2 separate regions of the Oryctolagus cuniculus genome follow, and region 1 is linked to region 2. A link is a contact called in public Micro-C data. All regions are on one chromosome and are shown on one strand. Each heading gives the region's core, a stretch centred on a gene start, on an enhancer-like site or on the middle of the called end of the contact. The rest is flanking DNA. Distances are from core to core; before and after follow the strand shown. Region 1 overlaps LPCAT2 (lysophosphatidylcholine acyltransferase 2). Region 2 holds the start of MMP2 (matrix metallopeptidase 2).

Region 1 (4,448 bases), core at 646-3,145, 67 kb after region 2:
CGGGGCCGGTGCTGTGGCATAGCCAGTACAGCCACTCCCTGCAGTGCCAGCATCCCACATGGGTGCTGGTTCAAATCCTGGCTGCTCCACTTCTGATCCAGCTCTCTGCTGTGGCCTGGGAAAACAGTAGAATATGGCCCAAGCGCTTGGGCCCCTGCACTGGTGTGGGAGACCCGGCAAAGCTCCTGGCTCCTGGTTCCTGGCTCCGTATTGGATCAGCCCAGCTCCGGCCATTGCAGCCATTTGGAGAGGGAACCATCTGATGGAAGACCTCCCTTTCTCTGCCTCTGTAACTTTGCCTTTCAAATAAATGAAATAAATCTTAAGAAGAAGCTGGGAACAAGTGATGGCCCAATATTGGATTCTGTGCCCCCTAGGCAGAAGACCTGTGTGGAGTTCCTGCTTCCTGGCTTCTGCCTGGCCCAGCCCCAGTGGGCATTTGGGGAACGAATGAGTGGATGGGATGTCTCTCTCTCTCTCATTCTCTCTCTCTTTCTTATTCTCCACCCCCCTTTCAAATAAACTTAATAGTTAAAAAAACATGGATCTTATTTAGGCAAGAGGAAGGTCCTATTAATCTTGCCTGGTGTGTGGTAGATGCTCAAAAAAATATTTAATGACTTTAATATGGCACCAAAACCTTTTTGGGTAAGAAAACTATAAAGACAAGGATGGTACAAATGAAGTATCACAGACTTTCAGGTGGAGAAGAAGTAAAATTAAAATGATAAAGTTTTGCCAGCGCCATGGCTCACTAGGCTAATCCTCCCCCTAGCGGCGCCGGCACACCAGGTTCTAGTCCCGGTCGGGGCGCTGGATTCTGTCCCGGTTGCCCCTCTTCCAGGCCAGCTCTCTGCTATGGCCCGGGAAGGCAGTGAAGGATGGCCCAAGTGCTTGGGCCCTGCACCCCATGGGAGACCAGGAGAAGCACCTGGCTCCTGCCTACGGATCAGCGCGGTATGTAGGCCACAGCACGCCAGCCGCGGCCATTGGAGGGTGAACCAACGGCAAAAGGAAGACCTTTCTCTCTGTCTCTCTCTCTCTCTCACTGTCCACTCTGCCTGTCAAAAAAAAAAAAAAAGATAAAGTTTTTTCTAAAGCAGAAGAAATGACAAAATACAAAGTTCAATCAACTAATACAAATATTGTTGCTACATGGATATGAAGGAGAGAGGAAAAGGATAAAAGGGGCGTGATCATGTGAAGGGGTGGGAAGTGCAGCTTCCCACTTAGCTCCAGCTTTGCAGCTTCCGGAACTCCAGACTTTGGCCCCCTTCGCCCTGACAACAGGCAGGGAAGCGGGCAGCCCGAGCCCGCTGAGGAGCTGAGGAGCCCGTTCAGTGAGACTAAGGGATGCAGACCCAGGAGCCCTGAGTCCAAGCCCCTGAGCCTTGCGTCACATGTGCCGCCTGTGCTCTGGAAAGGCAGTGGGCGGGGCCTGTTGCTGGCGAGCTCGTACATGGATTTCCTTGCTTCTACCGTCTGAGGCCCAAGAGTTGTGATGCCGAGGTCTGTTTGTCTTCCAGTTCATGCCTGTGCAAGTCCCAAGCGATGAAGAAAAAAGTGATCCTGTGCTTTTTGCCAGTAGAGTCCGGAACTTAATGGCTGAGTAAGTGTCTGCATACAATTATAACCAGTAAATAGTATGAAAATGGTGGGTAGACGTCACTTAACATAGTTTTAAGGCTTTCTGTTTCCCCTGAGGGCTGTCAGTCCCCAGCTCATTTTGGTAAGTAAAATGATGCACCAGGGACACGATCAGTAAGTCTAGAAATAGTTCCCCTGCTGGCTGCCCCAAAGATGGAGGAGGGTCCTTGGCTGACCGGAAGAGATCAGTCAGTGCCTTCTGCAAGGTGGGCTCTCCAAGCTGACCCCTCACCGTGAGACGGCCTGGTGGTGGTCTCGGGTGTCCGGCTCTGGCCCACCTGTAGTCTCCATATAGGAGGCTCCATATGGGATAGTCTTCTATACAGGGCAGGAAGGGAACAAGATGCACAGAGACACAGAAAAGTTACTCCTGGAAGGGATGGCTGTAAGTGTAAGTTTTAGAAAGTGCAAAACCTAAGGTCAATCATTTCCTGCACATAGGGCGTTTTAGCTGGCACCTCTTCCAACTAGCAGGATCACCCCGGCTTGCCACGGGAGAATGCGTTATACTGTACCTCCCTCCACCCAGGCAGCCTCAGAGCACTGCCGGTGTGCACACACTCTGTGGGCTGCAGCGCCCACAGTCACCCCTAGGAGCTGGTTTGGAGCTAACAGGGCAGCAGCAATGTTTATTCTCCTAGGACAGATCCAGTAGGAACTCTGAATTGGCCTTCAGACGGACTCTGGCTTTACTGCCAGATTTATTTACAAATGTATGTGTGCTTCTTCCGACATGTATCTAAACATTCTTAGCAGAATCAATTCATTTTTTAAAAAATAAATATTTAGGGGCCAGTGCCGTGGTGCACTAGGTTAATCCTCCACCTGTGGCACCGGTATCCCATATGGGTTCCAATTCTAGTCCCGGCTGCTCCTCTTCCAGTCCAGCTCTCTGTTGTGGCCCGGGAGGGCAGTGGAGGATGGCCCAAGTGCTTGGGCCCTGCATCCGCATGGGAGACCAGGAGAAGCACCTGGCTCCTGGCTTTGGATCAGCATAGCTCCGGCTGTAGCGGCCATTTGGGGGGTGAACCAATGGAAGGAAGACCTTTCTCTCTGTCTCTCTCTCTCACTGTCTGTAACTCTACCTGTAAAATAAATAAATAAAATCTTTAAAAATAATATTTAAATGTTCAGCTAAAAGAGTCTCTTACCAAGTATAACCAGGTGTGCTTGTTGATCTAGTTTCTAGATCAGCTCCAAATTTTGCTTTTATACTATTTTTTCTTTCTTATGTTTTCATACCAGCTCAGATCCAAAAGGTAGGCACTGAGAAAATTTACGTCAGCCATCTTGGCTTCCTAAAAACAGAATTTGCAGATGTTGAGGCCTAAAGGCCTTACATAAAGAGGAAAAGAGACTGTGATTAGCTGTCCCCTCCTAGGTTCCTTCTCACACGTGACGTGGGAACCAACCTCATTACCTTGCCCTTGTCGTGGTTTTGATTATTTTTTTAAACATTTATTTATTCATTTGAAAGGCAGAGCTACACTGAGGGAGACAGAGAGAGAGAGAGAGAAGGAGGGGGGAGCTGGGCCGATCCTGGAGCTTCCTCCAGGTCCCCTACGTGGGTGCAGGGGATTTCCCACTGCTTTCCCAGGCTGTAGCAGAGAGCTGGATCAGGAGTGGAGCAGCTGGGACTCCAACCAGCGCCCATATAGGATGCTGGTACTGCAGGCAGTGGCTTTACCTGCTACGCCACAGCACTGGCTCCTGAGGTTTCGATTATGAGATTCAAGGAGGATACTACATGATCGAAGCTTTTAAAAATGTTGAAGAGCGAGATAGATGTAAGGTGGTGGTGGTTACAAAGTGTGTGCTAGGCCCTTTGCCCGTGTCACCTAAAATTATCCTCGCAGCAGCTCCGTGAGTCAGGAGAGAGACCCAGGAAAGTTAAGTAGTTTGCCCCGAATTGTTGTAGCTTCTGATGGGCTGGGTCTCAACCTTGCATGTCCTGTTGCCAAAGCCAGGCCCTGAGCTGTTATGCTGTCCTCCTTATCAGTGTGATTTCCTGAGTATATTCTTACACCAAAATATTTCATCCAAAACAGCCTATGTATGAGGTGGGGCCACGGTTAGGGTGCTGGTGTCCTGTACAGAGTGCTGGGTTTCAGTCCCTCTCCGCTCCCGAGTCCAGCTTCCTGCTAGTGCACACCCTGGCAGAGAGCAGGTGATGACTGAAGGAGTTTGGTCCCTGCTGTGCACGTAGGACACCTGGCTTCTGTCTTGGCTCAGGCCCAGCTCGGGCTGTTGCACATACTTCGGGAGTGGATCAGCAGGGAAGAGCTGTCTGTCTCTCTCTTTCTCTGTGCTTCTCAAATAAATAAATAGATCTTTAAAATTAATTAATTAAAAATAGCCTATAAAAATGTTTTAGATAGAACTCAGCATTTTATTCTGAAAGCATTATTCAAAATCAAATATTCCTTCAATAAAATCAAATACAGTTGAAGTCATAACTTTATGATTTCCACTAAATATTTGTGCATAAAATCTTAGTGAAGAGGAATCGTTCAGAAATTTATTTCATGTACTCCACAAGTTTTCCTCTTTTTCAATTCTTATTCATATATATTTTTTCCAAATCTAGTTCCCCGTCTTTCTGTCTCTGAGCAGTAGTGAGGTAGGCAGTTGGAGTTCCACTGTCCTTTGAGGAAGAAATATCAGCTTATTATCAATTTGCTTTGACATTTTTAGAAAATTGTGTGTAGCAAGAAAGTGATTGTTAGTTGTAACAGCTGGAGAAACACAGTAGCTAGCGGTTTGGATAGATTGCTCACTTGAGCTGCCATCTATCTGTCCAG
Region 2 (3,936 bases), core at 854-3,353:
GCCACGCGTTTGCAACCCCTGCTTGACTGAGACAAGTTTTTCCATTCTCTCTCCTGGCTCTCGGCGCTCCAGCTTGGCTCTCACTATCCACAGGACCTGGGCCCCAGCCAAAGGGGCCTGGGCCAGCAGGCAGCCCCTCCCCCAGCTGACCTCAGGCCTGCCCTCCCCAAAATGGCTGAGGCGTCCCCCTGGGGCTACTCCCTCCCCCGGGGCCAGGTTCTTCCCTGGAGGAGGCGTCCAGCTGGCCCAGGCAAGCCTGTGCATGTCCGAAGCGCAGAGACCCCATGTGGCAGACGCTTTTCCAGGCACCCCCGATCAAGTCCAGATGCATCACTGTGATGACGTCCATGGGCAGCTTGCTCCTCACTCTTCCTGCCCATGACCTTGACCCCTGCTGACCCTTCCAGCCCCACCCTTCTAGGCCCAGGGGACATCCTTGCGTCTAGGCCTTTGTGTGGCTCCCCAGATCCTGCTGGAACCCCACCCCCCAACCACCCACCCAGCACTCACCCCTTTAGCTCTTCAGGTCTCAGCTGGGAAGTCACTTCCAGGAAGCCCTCCCGAGTCGCCCATCACAGTTTTCCCATATTTAATTATCCTTCCTGAGACAGTGAACACACACACAAGCACATGCATGCAGACACACATGCACACACACCCACCCACACCCACGCACAATGCACATGCGCATGCACACACACGCACGCACACCCTTTTTCCCCTGAAGTTTTTCCCTCAACCACGCACCAAGAGTGTGGATTGAAAGAGGCGGTAAATACTGAGACAGTGCGTGTGTGCACAAAGATAATGCGGGCTGGGCTGGAGCTGAGCTAACCTGAACGACACCCTCAGCCATGAATCAGAGTCACGGGACCCACACTTGGCCCCCTTCCCGTTCACATGTAAATCTGACGCCAGGCACATGGCCCTGACTGGTTGGAACCTGAAGATGGCCCCTTGAGACTCCAAACTCTCTCCAGCTCAGCTCACCACCTGCGGAGCGGAGAAAGGACCATCTGCAGACCCTGTAACCTGTGGCCTGTGACCCTGACCCGTATTTTCACCTTTGGAAGCCCTGGCCTGCCAGACTGTTGGGGGGTCTGGCACTTGGAGCCCCATCCAGGAGCCTAGCAGGATGAGCGCCAGCTTTCTCCCACCATCCCCTGGGGTCCCTGTTTGGTCTGCTGGCCTCAGGAGCAGAGCATCAGGTTTGGCTGATAACGAGGGAGGGGGCGTTTCTTCCTGGGGACAGGGACCCTGACTGCATGCTGCCCATGGTGAACCCAGCACGGTGTCTGAGGTCAAGCAAGCCTCCCAAATCCTACAAAGGAGAGAAGAGAGACGTGGGGGAGGGAGGAGGGAGCCGGAGGTCTCCTCTCCAACTGTTTCCATCTCTTTCCATGGCAGTGCGTTCTCGCTCTCCAGCTCCAAACATCTGAAATCCGTTTCTCATCACCCCTTCCCACCTCTGACCCACGCCCCCCGGGCCTGGGGCTCCCGCACCGCTCCAAGCACAGCTGCTCTCCAAACTCAGGAGCTCCGGGGCCTCGCGCGACGGCGGCGCCAGATGTTCGCCAGCGGGGGGTCCTCGGGCTGCACGCCTGGAGTCAGGAGAGAGGTCGCGCCCCGAAGGTGGTCGCCCAGGCCTGGTGGAGCCAGCTGCGGCGGGGGAAAGGGGTGGAGAAAGGAAAAAAGAGGAGGGCGGCGAGTGGGGGGTGGGGCGGAGAGGGGCGGGCCCGAGTGCGCCCCCTCCCCCCGCCCCGGGCTGCCAGCGCCCTCCCAGCCCAGCCGGCCACATCTGGCGGCTGCCCGCCCTGTTTCCGCCGCATCCAGACTTCCTCCGGCGGTGCCTGGAGGCTACGCATCTGGGCTTTAAATATACAAAGGGATCGCCGGGACCTGCGAGAGCAGGCGGCAGCGGCGCGGGCTGGGACGCGGAGCCGGACCATGAGCCGCTGAGCCTGGCACAGTCTAGGCGATCGAGCCCGCGGACCCCCCGCACGCAGCGTTGTGCTGCGAAGCCGGCGCCAGCCAGGCGGCTACGCGGCCGCCCGTCCCGGAGCCAGCGACCCCCGCTCGACGCGGGGGCCCGGGAGCGCAGCGATGGAGGCGCTAGGGGCCCGGGGCGCGCTCGCCGGCTTCCTGCGGGCGCTCTGCGTCCTGGGCTGCCTGCTGGGCCGCGCCACCGCCCCGCCGTCTCCCGTCATCAAATTCCCCGGCGATGTCGCCCCCAAAACGGACAAAGAGCTGGCGGTGGTGAGTTGCGGCGCTGGCCTCGAGGAGCCAAGTTGAGTCGAACTTTCCGAAACGGAGGATGGGGGCCGCCCCCGCCCCCCCTCCCCGGACTGGGCACGCGGCGTGGGGGAGGGGCCGGCACGCAGCTTGGGGGGTCCTTGGCAAGCGATTGCGGAGATCTGTTTTGCAAACCCTGGGGCGGCTTTGATCAGCGACTTGGCAACCGCCAGGACGCATGGGGGCGAGAAACGGCGGTGAAGGGCTCGCTTTGCGAATAAGGGGGACTTTGTCTTGTAGTTTGGGGCGGGGGTGGCCGGGGAGGGGGGTGGGGCGGGCTTTTAATCGGCTTTGAGACGCAAGCGTCACCGTAGGCCTGCGACAAGCAACTAAAGGTGTTTCTTTTGCCAACGGGGACCTTTTTTGGAAAGGGGCGCCTTTGGCAGACAGTTCGGGTAAACTTTTGCACACGTGAGGATAGCCAAAGACGGGCTTGGCATGCTTCTGGGAGCGGCTGGCACCCGTCTGGAAAGGGGCCTTAGCCAGACAGCTCGAGGGGACCGCTCCGCCAGGAATCCGGCGTTTGGGCGCATCTTTGTCGCCAGGCTTCACGGACACCTTGGCCAGAAGGGGCCAGGCCTGGGGCTCGGAAAGTTTCCTCGAACTGCTCCAAGGGGTCGGAGGACGGAGAGCCCTGACCAGGCGGGCGGAGGGAGGGGCGGGCGCCAGAGGCCCCGGCGCGTGGGGCGGGGGCGGATGGAGCCCCGCTCGGGTCGGAGAGCGGCCAGCGAGCCCTCCCTCCTGGCCCGGCTCCCGAGCTGCGGCTCCGAAGTTGTTTTGCGAGCGCGCGCGCCTGGCTCCGGGGGCTCCCTGGCCACCGCGTTGCATAAGCGGAGCCGGGAGGCCAGGCATTGCCCTTGTCCCTGTGAGCAGCCCAGGTCGCGGACCCCTGGAGATGTTCTCTCCAGCTGACAGAGTATCTGAGTCCCTGCTGCCTCGGCCATGCTGAAAGCCTACCTTCCGTGCGTCCTGCGCCTCCCAATCTGTGCCTCACAGGAGACCGGTGTCCTCTTGTCGCCATGGAAACTGCTTCCTTCGGGATGGGGGTGTGACACCAGCCCTTCCCTGCTCCCCCAGCAACTGCACCCTCCTCTGGGTGGATGGACTGGGGGACTTCCTTAGGGAGCTACATTTTTTTTTTAAGCGGCTGTAAGCTGGAGTGGATGTAGCTGCTGGAGTCACCCTCTGCAGTCTAGGTGTCCATATTGCCCGAGGCATTGCTTGGGGAGGGGGCGTGGAATTAAGACCCCCTGGCTTCAGGTTGTGTAGGGACCAACTGGCCTGGTAATCTCAGTTTCCTCATCTGCAGGCACAGGAGAGGCCGTCTCCACTGCTGGACTGTGGTTGGGCCTCAATAAGCACTAGCCACTATTACAATTAAGTCATTGTTGTGCCCTCCTGACCACGCCCAGTAAGATCAGGGCCATTGTCATCAGACCTCCTGGCTCCTTTTGCCACTCCAGTACAGCACTTACCACAGTAACTTTTGCATTGATCTCCGACCATCAGATCCCCTGCCTTGGGATTTGAACCACAGAGTCTAGAAAGTTCTGTCTAGTACATCAGTTTATTCCCAACTGTAGCACAGAACTTGGCATGTGATAGGTGTCAAAAAGCATTCGCAGAAGAGCTGGCACTGTGGCA

Evidence for each region. A called contact is a pair of places that touch in the nucleus more often than the background predicts.
Region 1: a Micro-C map of ear pinna shows a contact between it and region 2, with 4 times the contacts expected there. The contact joins the enhancer-like site here to the promoter of MMP2 in region 2. A contact is called at or near these places in 5 of 6 Hi-C or Micro-C datasets (ear pinna, embryonic fibroblasts, liver and 2 more).

What each region holds. Positions count from the first base shown.
Region 1 is chr18:38,881,771-38,886,218 of mOryCun1.1, forward strand. It overlaps LPCAT2 (lysophosphatidylcholine acyltransferase 2), which reads left to right. Exons shown (of 14, transcript XM_070061931.1): 9 at 1,527-1,609. Among named protein-coding and RNA genes, the nearest start is that of CAPNS2, 18 kb to the right of the region's middle. Within about 2 kb of position 1,896, at least 1 of the 8 cell types and tissues checked has an H3K27ac peak or open chromatin away from gene starts, as enhancers often do. A contact at or near this core is called in ear pinna, where this site is marked.
Region 2 is chr18:38,814,134-38,818,069 of mOryCun1.1, forward strand. It overlaps MMP2 (matrix metallopeptidase 2), which reads left to right and starts at 2,104. Exons shown (of 13, transcript NM_001082209.1): 1 at 2,104-2,256. The coding sequence starts at 2,104.